2 separate regions of the Mus musculus genome follow, and region 1 is linked to region 2. A link is a contact called in public HiChIP or PLAC-seq data. All regions are on one chromosome and are shown on one strand. Each heading gives the region's core, a stretch centred on a gene start, on an enhancer-like site or on the middle of the called end of the contact. The rest is flanking DNA. Distances are from core to core; before and after follow the strand shown.

Evidence for each region. HiChIP or PLAC-seq counts read pairs in DNA pulled down with a chosen protein or histone mark.
Region 1: a contact with region 2 is called in a FOXA1 HiChIP or PLAC-seq map of pancreatic cancer cells. The contact joins the promoter of Gpsm1 here to the promoter of Nrarp in region 2. A contact is called at or near these places in 2 of 39 promoter capture datasets (liver and neutrophils) and 1 of 115 datasets of contacts at active chromatin or transcription factors (pancreatic cancer cells).

Annotation. Positions count from the first base shown.
Region 1 is chr2:26,312,500-26,317,394 of GRCm38.p6, forward strand. Gpsm1 (G-protein signalling modulator 1 (AGS3-like, C. elegans)) reads left to right here and starts at 3,034. Exons shown (of 14, transcript NM_153410.5): 1 at 3,034-3,221. The coding sequence starts at 3,154. It overlaps Gm52505 (a long non-coding RNA gene), which reads right to left. Exons shown (of 2, transcript XR_003953775.1): 2 at 2,850-3,927.
Region 2 is chr2:25,177,150-25,182,079 of GRCm38.p6, forward strand. Nrarp (Notch-regulated ankyrin repeat protein) reads left to right here and starts at 3,609. Exons shown (of 1, transcript NM_025980.2): 1 at 3,609-4,930. The coding sequence starts at 3,962. The coding sequence ends at 4,306.

The sequences.
Region 1 (4,895 bases), core at 1,784-4,283, 1.1 Mb after region 2:
CCAAAACAAACAAAAGAAGGAGAAGAAGAAACAGAAGCAAGTCTTTCTTCAAACCAGTGAACTTATTTAAGAGACCAGGGTAAAACTGAGTACAGTTCCTTACAGGTCTATCTGGCTCTATCCCCTCCCCTCTCTTTCCTGTCTGTCTTCCTGTCTCTCTTTCACAACAGTTTGGAATTCTTGGCACAGGGACAGGCTAGCCAGGTGCCCTTGTCCTCAGGTGTGGATTGACACCATAGACAACGGTCTTTAGGATGTTTATAGCCACCCCCACCCCCAAAGCCAGACAGAATCAGCTCTACTGGGAGAGGAGCCCTAGGAGGCATCAGGTAGAAGGCAGGGTCTAGACACCCATCACAGGGGTATTCTAATCCACTCCTGACCCAGGGTTATAGGTCCAGGGCAAGGTGAAGTTTAGGCCTGTGAAACTTTTGCCTTGTGTTCCCACACCCAGGGAGATGACCTGGAATGAGTCACTACTGCCACCTTGTGCATGCCACAGACCATCAAGTGACCACAGCAGGCACAAGTCGGTGACTGCAGGAAGTCACCTGGTAATGTGGTGTGAAGATGACTGGAGCTGACATGAACTCCTTGGCCCTCACTCACCTGACATGGGGCGGTGATGAAGTCACCTGTCTTCCACTCTTCCCCAGTATCAGTAACATAGCTAGGGGTTATTCCCACATGGAAAAGAATCTTCTTCTCTCAAATGTTCCATAGGGAGAAAACCACCATTCAGCTGCTGCAGAGACTTTATAGGTAGAGGATAACCAGGTCCTCGCTGTATACACGGGGGGCGGGAGGGGGGGGAGCTCCTTCGAAGGCTGAACCGAGTCTCTCTCTCTCTGCCCCTCCCTTCTCCCTCTCCCTCTCCTTCTGTGTGTGTGTCTGTGTGTTCATATGTGTGTGTGTGTGTGTGTGTGTGTGTGTGTGTGTGTTCAGAGCTAGCAGGAGGCCCACAGAGATGTGGGTTGATATCCCAAGGGTCCCTCTTCTTCTAGGCCCATCTTGCCCTTTCCCACAAGTGTCCCCAATGTTGGGCCTGCTTCTCCATGCCTACTCTTACTACATTCCACCTAAAGAGGCCTGTGATGGCAGAAGCTACCCTGGCTGTGTGGTAGAGTGTGTGCCAGGAGTGACTGTAGGGTTCCCCAGGATCAAATACAATTGTAATAGTCCTCTGATGCCAGAGGTACTCATTGTATGCCAGGAACCATAAGCACGACACAGGCCTCATCCTCATAGACCCTTTGTGGGTGACAGAACAGAAGCTTGGAGAAAGCAGTAGGGACAGAGATAGTTTTGAAGTTCGTGTCTTTTTTTTTTTTTTTTGGTTTTTCAAGACAGAGTTTCTCTGTATAGCCCTGGCTGTCCTGGAACTCACTTTGTAGACAAGGCTGGCCTTGAACTCAGAAATCTGCCTGCCTCTGCCTCCCAAGTGCTGGGATTAAAGGCGTGCACCACCATGCCCGGCAGTTCATGTCTTTCTAACACAGAAACTGAATCCTCAGACAGCTTGCTTCAGAGCTGACTCGCAACCTGTGGCCCTCTTCCTGACTCAAGGAAGAAGCAAATTTGTCCCCAGTAGAATGTTGTGGGCCTAACAACAGAACCCTGTAACATCACATATGGGGCTCATTGGTTTGGTCCTTGGCAAAGCTGGGGGCCCGCAGGGGCTTGTATTGCTGCAGTATGTCTCTAAGGGCCTCCTAAAACCAAGGCCTGGGAATCTAAGCCCAGTCTGACACCAAGTGGGTCATAGCAGCCTCCATGTGTATGTTGTATCCTTTGAAGGCAACCAGGAAGCGCCTGCATTCCAGAGCCAGGGTCTGCTAGGGACCAGGCCCGAGACTTCAGCAAACGTGGGTGGTGCCTGGCCAGCCATAACACACACTCTGCCTTAGCCAAGAGAGAGCAAGCCCTGGCTCCTGTGGTCTTAGGGGGAGGTGTGGGGACAGCAGCAAGCTTGCGCCTCGCCCCAGGCACAGATGGTTCTCATTGCTCGCTCCTGCTCCTTCCTAGGAAAACAAACTAGCTCAGGGCCAACAGCCCAGTTTTATCTTGTGTTTGTTTTTGTTGCCATTTTTCTCCGCCTGAAGCCACTGTACTGTGGGCTGCGTCTGCAGGGTCTGTCTGGGGTGACCTTGGCATGGTGTCCCTCTTCAGACCAGGGTCCAGGGGTGCAGAAAAACTGCCAAGGACACTGCCATAGTCTGCACCCTGACATGTTCCTGTTCCACTGAGGGTCACAGCTACGTTTTCAAGAAGATTTAGAGTGGCCTGGAGAGAAGAGCAGAGACCTGGGTGAGTCCCAATGGAACTGGCTGTCCAGATGGTGCCCTGTGGCTGGCTGGGGGTTGGCTGAGGTGAAGGCTCCAAGGCTACTCAAGTTGGATGAAGAAAGATCACTCCGAGGTTCAGATCCTCAGGGTCCTGGGAGAACTCAGAGGAGGGTAGGCAGATGAATGAGCAACGGCCAGCCTCCCACGTGGGCTCCTGGTGTTCTTCCAGTATGTTTTCCAAACGCTTGCATTTCACAGATGAAATTCAACATGAAATCTGGTGGTGAAAGCCCTAGGAAGGTAGAGACTTGCCTAGGGCTGGACAGCATCCTCCCACCCTGACTCCATCTAGGAAGACCTGTTTTCTCCTTAGCCCCAGGAGCATCTGCATGGCCTGTACCCCACAAGAGGTGACAGGAAAGGAACAGGATGTGTGTGTGACAGCAAACTCTCGTGTGTGTGTGTGTGTGTGTGTGTGTGTGTGTGTGTGTGTGTGTGTGTAAGAAAAAGCACTAAACTCCAGGCTTAGCAGGGCTTCCCCCCCAAAGAAAAGGAAACACAGCATTGTCCACACTAGAGCAGGACTCTCCTTGCACTGGACCTCAAAGACAGAGCCCCGCCCACCCCACGGTAGGCGGGACCGCCGCAGTGGTGGCCGGTGGGCGCCTGCCCCTCCCCACCCTCCCTCCGCCTGGCGGCGGTGACATCACAGCTCTGGCGGGAGGGGCGGCGGCACCCCAGCACATCACTTCCTCGGCGTCTCCCGCGGACGCGCGGACAGGCGGACGGACGCGCGGACAGGCGGGCAGATCGGCAGGCGGACGGCCGCAGAGCGGGGCGGTGCTCCTGCTCGGCGCGTCCCCGACTCATGGCGAGCCCGGCCCCGCCCGTGGCCGAGGAGCTCCCGGGCCCGGCCTCCAGGCGCCTCTACTCCAGGTAGTTCAAGGACCGGGATGGGAACGGGGACCTGAGCGGCAGACGCGGGCGGGAGGCTGCCGGCCCAGAACAAAGGCTGCTGCGGCGACGCGCAACGTGGCCGGGGACGCGCCTCCCTGGATCTGCGTAGGGAGCGGTGGGGGCGCGGGGCCCAGGGCCCAAAGATCAGTTTCGCGGTAGAGGGGTTGGGACTGGGTTCTGCCTGCAACCCTGTCCTGATGCCAAAAGGGCTTACGGGGCGGGCACTCCACCACCCGGCTCTGCGGGACCCTGAGTAGCATGGATGCCAGTCTTCGTTATCTGGAGTTCTCTTCTCAAGCCTGACACTGCCGTGACCCGGTGTTGGTGTAGCATGGCCACGACCCAGGCTGTCATGATGGGGCCCTGCCTTCACTAGCTATCCCCAGCCCTAGGCCAGAAGGAGCTGGGCCTGAGCCAGGCAAGTGGGTGTGTGCTTCCCTACAAAGGCATTTGCCTTCCAGGCAGGTTCACAGGTGATCGAGCGGTCTGTGCTGTGTGCCCGCCCACTGGGAATGACAGGATAGTCCTGCCCCTGGCTCCATGCCTCCCTGGTGACTCCCTTTTGATGGATGAGGGTGTTCTCCGGTGAGATGCTGATCCCAGAAGTGGACCAGAGCTGTCAGTTCACTCTGGCTTCAGGTTGAGCTGGACCGGCCTGAGTTCTGGGCAGGGGCTGTCATCAGACCTAAAGGAAGGCCCAGCATCCTTCAGTTAGCTTCTGGCCCCCACCTCGTCTAGCCCTTCCCCATATCTGGGGTCTCCCTGTTAGGGGTCAACCCTGAAGAAATCTACTCAAGTGGGGTGGTTCATCAGCTAGCCAAGCTCTGCCTAGTACCCCCAAAGAGCAAAATGAGGGCTTGGTGCCTGGCGAACAGATCCTTGCCGTCCCGTTCTAATACAGTGTTCTAATGCTGCAGCTCAGAGACAGTGTCCCCATTGTGTGGTGTTGAAGATCATGCCTGAGCCCCACACCCTCCTCCAAGTTCTAGTGCAAGGGTAAGAGGTTTGCTAGCAGCTTCTTGGAGTCCCCTGGGAGCAGAGGCTCTGTGGGGTCACATTTAACTCAGGGCCAGCCACCCCTGTGAGAAGGAGGTGTCTACTAGGCAGACTGCAACGTGTGTGTGCATGTGCGTGTGCGTGTGTGTATGTATGTGTGTGCGAGTGCTCGCATGTAAGAGAGGGAGGTGGACATTCAGAGCACAGGTCTCAAAGCTGTGTCAGTTGCTCCCAGTTCCCCCTTGAGGTGACTCACTAGGTAGAACCCTAGCCCCTGTGTAGCTCTCACTGGTTAGGAACAGTATTCAGGATACTGGTTGAGGCCCTGTGCTCAGCTTGGCATCCCTCCAAGCTGAAACCCAAGCTGAGCTCAGAGGGTTGAGCTGGGACCAGATTTAAGCTGTGCAGCCAAGAGCCTTCCCACTGAGCCTTCCAGGAGGCCCGTGAGCTGTTTGGCCTCCACCTGTTGTGTCACAGCCAGGCTTCCCTGGGCTGATATGGGATGTCTTGGTGGGAGACACTCTCTGAATCATCCACTGTCCCACGAGCATCCCCATTCTTACTGGTATCTGACTGAGAGGGTTTGATACTTATAAAATGGGGCTGAAGAGCTGAGAAGAGCCACAGATAATGTCCCTGAATGGCCAGCTCCTCATG
Region 2 (4,930 bases), core at 2,359-4,858:
GCCTTGCAGCCTGAGCTGAGCATCCCAGGGTTGAGGGGATCAGGGTGGAGTGTTAGCTTCCTCCTTCCCCTAGCTCTATGTCCTCTCCTGGAAGAGTTCCTGACCACATCCGTCCCCACTCCTGGATTACAAGGAAGCAGCAAGGAGCCTTTAATTGCTTCCCAGCACAGCTGCATCCTAGGCAGCTGCAGGACAAAGGCGAAATGGGAGGAGAAGACCTGACCATGCTGTCCACCTTGATTCTCGGGACAGCCATGCCCACTGGACCATGTGTTTCCCTTGCCCTTGCCTCTTCTTTGCTGCCCAGCACAGGGCTCACTCACGCCCGATGAAGCATTTCCACTTTTGCCATTTCAAGGGGTTGGAGGCTGTTTGCCCCATTCAGGTTCAGGCATTGGAAGCAAGCACCAAACCTAGGAGACTAGCTGCAATATGCCTTTCTCAGCTGCCACAGAGAGGTTGCCTTGAGGAGTGGGTATGGACACAGCGGCTCTGGTGTCCATCCAGTGTTGGCCTGCCATGCTGAGTGGCATGGGCAGGAGCCTGGTCACAGTGATCGTCTGCTGCAGTTCCTGCGGCCTCCTTCCTCTGCTCTGCCGGCTGGCTGGAGCTCAGTGTTTGTTATTTGATTCCTATCCTCTCTTCTACCAGGTGTCTGGGCTGCTGGGAAGAAACACTCTCCTCTTTCCCACGCTCCCCAACACATTTTAATGAATTAGCTGGAAGCCCCGCCCCCCACTGCCCACTGGCCTCCCTCCCCTGCTCAGCGCCTTTAAGGTGGCTGCAGGCCTGGCCCAGCTTTGGCCAGCTGCCCTGTCTGTGCTGTCCTCCTATGGCCTCTCAGATTGCCTGGACTACCCCACCCAGATTTCCCCTGCAGATTCCAGAGCACTCTACATGCCACCCCTTCACAGCATTGCTTTCAGAGCTGCTGGCTCCTAAGCACCCACCTAAGCAAGAACGGGAGCTGGGCATCTGGAGGGAGGAGGATGCCCTTCCCACTGTCTCCTTCTAGGAATGAGCAGATGGTGGTCAGGATGCTCCTGGACCAGCATTCTTTGGATCAGGCAGGGAATAAAGGTCAGAGTCCAGCATCACAGCCAGAAGGGGGTCTCCTAGATCTCAAGCAAGCATCACAAACACCGGAGCTTAATACTAGGTCCCCTGAGACTCTCTGGGAGCCCCCTTCCCTCCCTCTCTTTGAAAGCGGGGAACAAATGTCCACCTTTTGGAAGTGTCCTCCAGCAAACACTTGGGTGGTGCTTACTAGGAACCAAATGCCCCACAGCCTTCCCCAAGCCCCTCCTTATCTGAGACAGGAAGGCATGGGTGTGGGCCAGAGCATAGCTGTGGTGAAGGAGCACGAGCCAGCCGGGAATCCTGTAACCATCACCTAAGAAGTTCTGTGGGTAGCTGGCCATCCAGCTCCGTCTCAGCTGCACAGTGGTGGTGGCAAGCCAGGCACATCTGTCTGTCCTTTGAGCCTGACACAGGGCAAAATGTCCTCAGGATAAGCTTTTACCACGATAGGACTGCCACACCAGCCATGCTATTCTGCAAGAACTAGCTGAGCCTTCCAGCTCTCACAGCCCCTGTGGTGGGGGCCTGGCGTTCCCACACTGAGCTCACACAGGGCCCCTTTGTCTGCCGCCTGCTGCGGATGTCAACAGGACTTTTCTCCCAGGCTCTGTTCTGGGCAAGCATCTCAGATGCCCTTCCTCAGGCCAGGCTGGAGCCCACCTAGGTAGGGGCCTATCCGGGGACCCATTCACCTTCAAGGAACATCACTGGGCTTGATGAAAGTAAGGCTCTGCTCACCCCCAGGTGTGGTCTCTGATTCCTGCCTGTCTAAAGCTTCCAAGCCCTATGCAAACGCATGAAACCATGGGCCAGCCAGGAATCAGATCCTGTCCTCTTATGCTCCCAGAACTCCCGTTTCTCCCTGCCCACTTTGTTTTGGGTTAGTGTTCTGTGACACAGCCTGCATTGGGGCATCAGTCAGAACCCCCAACTGCACCTCAGTCTACCTGCACGGTGGAGAGAACCATAAGGGTTCCTCTCAAGATCTTGGAACAGTAGCCAAGCAGTGGTAGCGCACGCCTTTAATCCCAGCACTTGGGAGGCAGAGGCAGGCGGACTTCTGAGTTCGAGGCCAGCCTGGTCTACAGAGTGAGTTCCAGGAAAGCCAGGGCTATACAGAGCAACCCTGTCTCGAAAAAAAAAAAAAAAAAACTCTCTGAACAATGAGGTATAAGGTGTGGCTAGGGGACCAAATAGGCAGAACCCAATAGACCAAGGATCCCAAGAAGACTAGAGAGCTTTCCAAGCTGAATACACATGAGATTCAGGTTCTCAGGTTAGCAGAAAAGGAGTGTGACCCTTAAACAAGTTGGCCCGACGGGCGGACATCTGGTGGTCACAGTGGTGGTGGGGGGGGGGTTGCCTACTTTCTCCATTCAATTTAGCTATGGTCCCTCCCCGTGAACATAGTAAGGTTGGGGACATGCCCCGGTGAATATGATACAGTTCTGAGTCTGGGGCAGGAACATCCACCAAAGGAGCGTCCCCAGATGGAGCCTGGCTGGGTGGGCTGCCCAGCTGAGGCTTACAGTTGCCTGCTTGGAATTCCCAGTTAGCTTCAGAAGAAATCAAGCCCTGACGTGCCCTGCCTCCTGCTCTGCAAGTCTTAAGATCATTCCTCCTTAATTTCCAGCAACCACAGCGAAGCTATAAGCCGTAAAACATAATGAGGAAATGTGGAGCCTTGCCTTCCCAGCCAGCGCCAGCACCTCCTGCCTCACTCACGGTCAGTTGTTAAGGGTGGTCAATAAAACGTGGGGCTTATGGCTTGGAAATGAGTCATTTCAGAACTCCCTCAAAGGGCAGTGCTGTTGGTCTCACGAGCCAGCCCTGTGTCTTATATGCTGACACTAAGTAAAGGAAACACATAAGGAGGAGTAGTGACAGACTGGCCACCGAGAAAGAGAGAGAGACAGAGAGAGAGGCAGAGAGAGAGAGATAGACAGAGAGAGACAGAGACAGAGGGGGGAGCGAGCGAGCGAGCGAGCCTGTGCCAGCCTGCCAAAGGAACCCCTACCTACACTGTGGGTAGCTTAGGGGCATGGAGCTCCCTCCATCAGTATGGAGGAGCCAAATGCAATTGCTGCTCAAGCTTCCCCGTAAATTACACTTGAGTAGAAAGGACCAGAGTGATGGAGGACTATACAACCGAGCAGTTCGTGAAATTGCCACCTGTGAACGCCAGGTCCAGGCCTGGGAGTGGCTGCGCAAGGAACTCGCAACTCCCGACATCTATGAAGGAAGAAGAAAACTGCCGAAGGAGCTTATACACCGGAGCAACCAGACCCAGGATCCCGCAGTGGTGCTGGAAAACCCCCGAGGCCTTCTGACCACCCTGGCCAGACCAGACTAGTGCTGGTCAGACCAGCGCCCTCTATCCTGGAGGGAGCTGCAGCACGACCCCGCCTCCGCCCCGCCCCCACGTGGGCACCACCCAATCGAAAGAGCCCTGGTGTGCGCGTCAAGAGCGTCTATTGTTATGCAAATATAAGAACCGTAAAAGACGGCGAGAAGCGGCGGGCGAATTAGAACTATTTTGCAAAGGGACGCGGGTGGAGTTCAGCTGGAGCGAAGCCTAACCTCGAAGGGACCACGACTGCGAGTGTCGCGGCCTCCGGCTGCCCCAGGTTCTGCGAACCAGCACCCAGCCCTGTCGCCCGCCCGCTTGGGCGCGGCTGGATGCAGCAGGGGTCCCGCGCCAGCGGCCCTCGGCCCCGAACGCCCGGAGTGCGCAGGGGCGGCGTGCGGGGCCCGAGGGCGCAGCGCCCTCCATGCGCCGAGGCGTACCTCGAGACACGCCCCGAGACAGCCCGGGGCCCGCACTGCAGCCGCCGCCCGCGCTAAGCCGGGGCGCGGCTCGCAGCCCTAGCTCTGCGGCAACATGAGCCAAGCCGAGCTGTCCACCTGCTCGGCGCCACAGACGCAGCGCATCTTCCAGGAAGCGGTGCGCAAGGGCAACACGCAGGAGCTGCAGTCGCTGCTGCAGAACATGACTAACTGCGAATTCAACGTGAACTCGTTCGGGCCGGAGGGCCAGACAGCACTACACCAGTCAGTCATCGACGGCAACCTGGAGCTGGTGAAGCTGTTGGTCAAGTTCGGAGCCGACATCCGCCTAGCTAACCGCGACGGCTGGAGCGCGCTACACATCGCCGCTTTCGGGGGCCACCAGGACATCGTGCTCTATCTCATCACCAAGGCCAAGTACGCGGCCAGCGGCCGGTGATAGCCACCCGGACTCCGGCCCCTGGCCCCCACCCGCGTCGTCTCTGCTGTACCTTCCCGCCAACTACCTCGGTGTGCGCCAGGTTTGCTGGTCCGCGTGGAAATCGGGCTAAGTCTCTACGTCCGCGGCCACGACCAAAGTAGCGCATCCGTGGACCCCAGGGTTCGGCTCTCCGCAAAAGAGCGCCTCCCCTTGGCAGTCCTCTGAGCCCCGCGGGGCCCCAGAGCCTTCCCACGGCCCCGACCGCCTAGAGGGTGGGGGCGGGGCGCAGGCTCCAGTCCGTTTTGAAATTTGAGTCTCACACCGGGAGACTTCGGAATCCCGAGATACCGGATCCTCCGCTTGAAATGTTTTCTCCGGAAGGTGAAAGGCGCGGGCGGACTCGCGCTCCAGCCGCCGCTCGTGAGACCCGGCCGCTCACAGTGCGGCGCCCGCCGCTGGCAGCCGCCAAACAACCATTACCGGGCTCCACCATCTGCGCGCCCTCGCACTTAGGAAGGGAAGGGGACGCTCCGGGTTCCTGATGTCCTCAACTATTTATCACGTGTGTGTATATTTGTGGGTGAAGTTTGTGCGCCTGAGTTTTTTGTTTGGAAATATTGTGCGTGGTTATGGGAGAAAGAT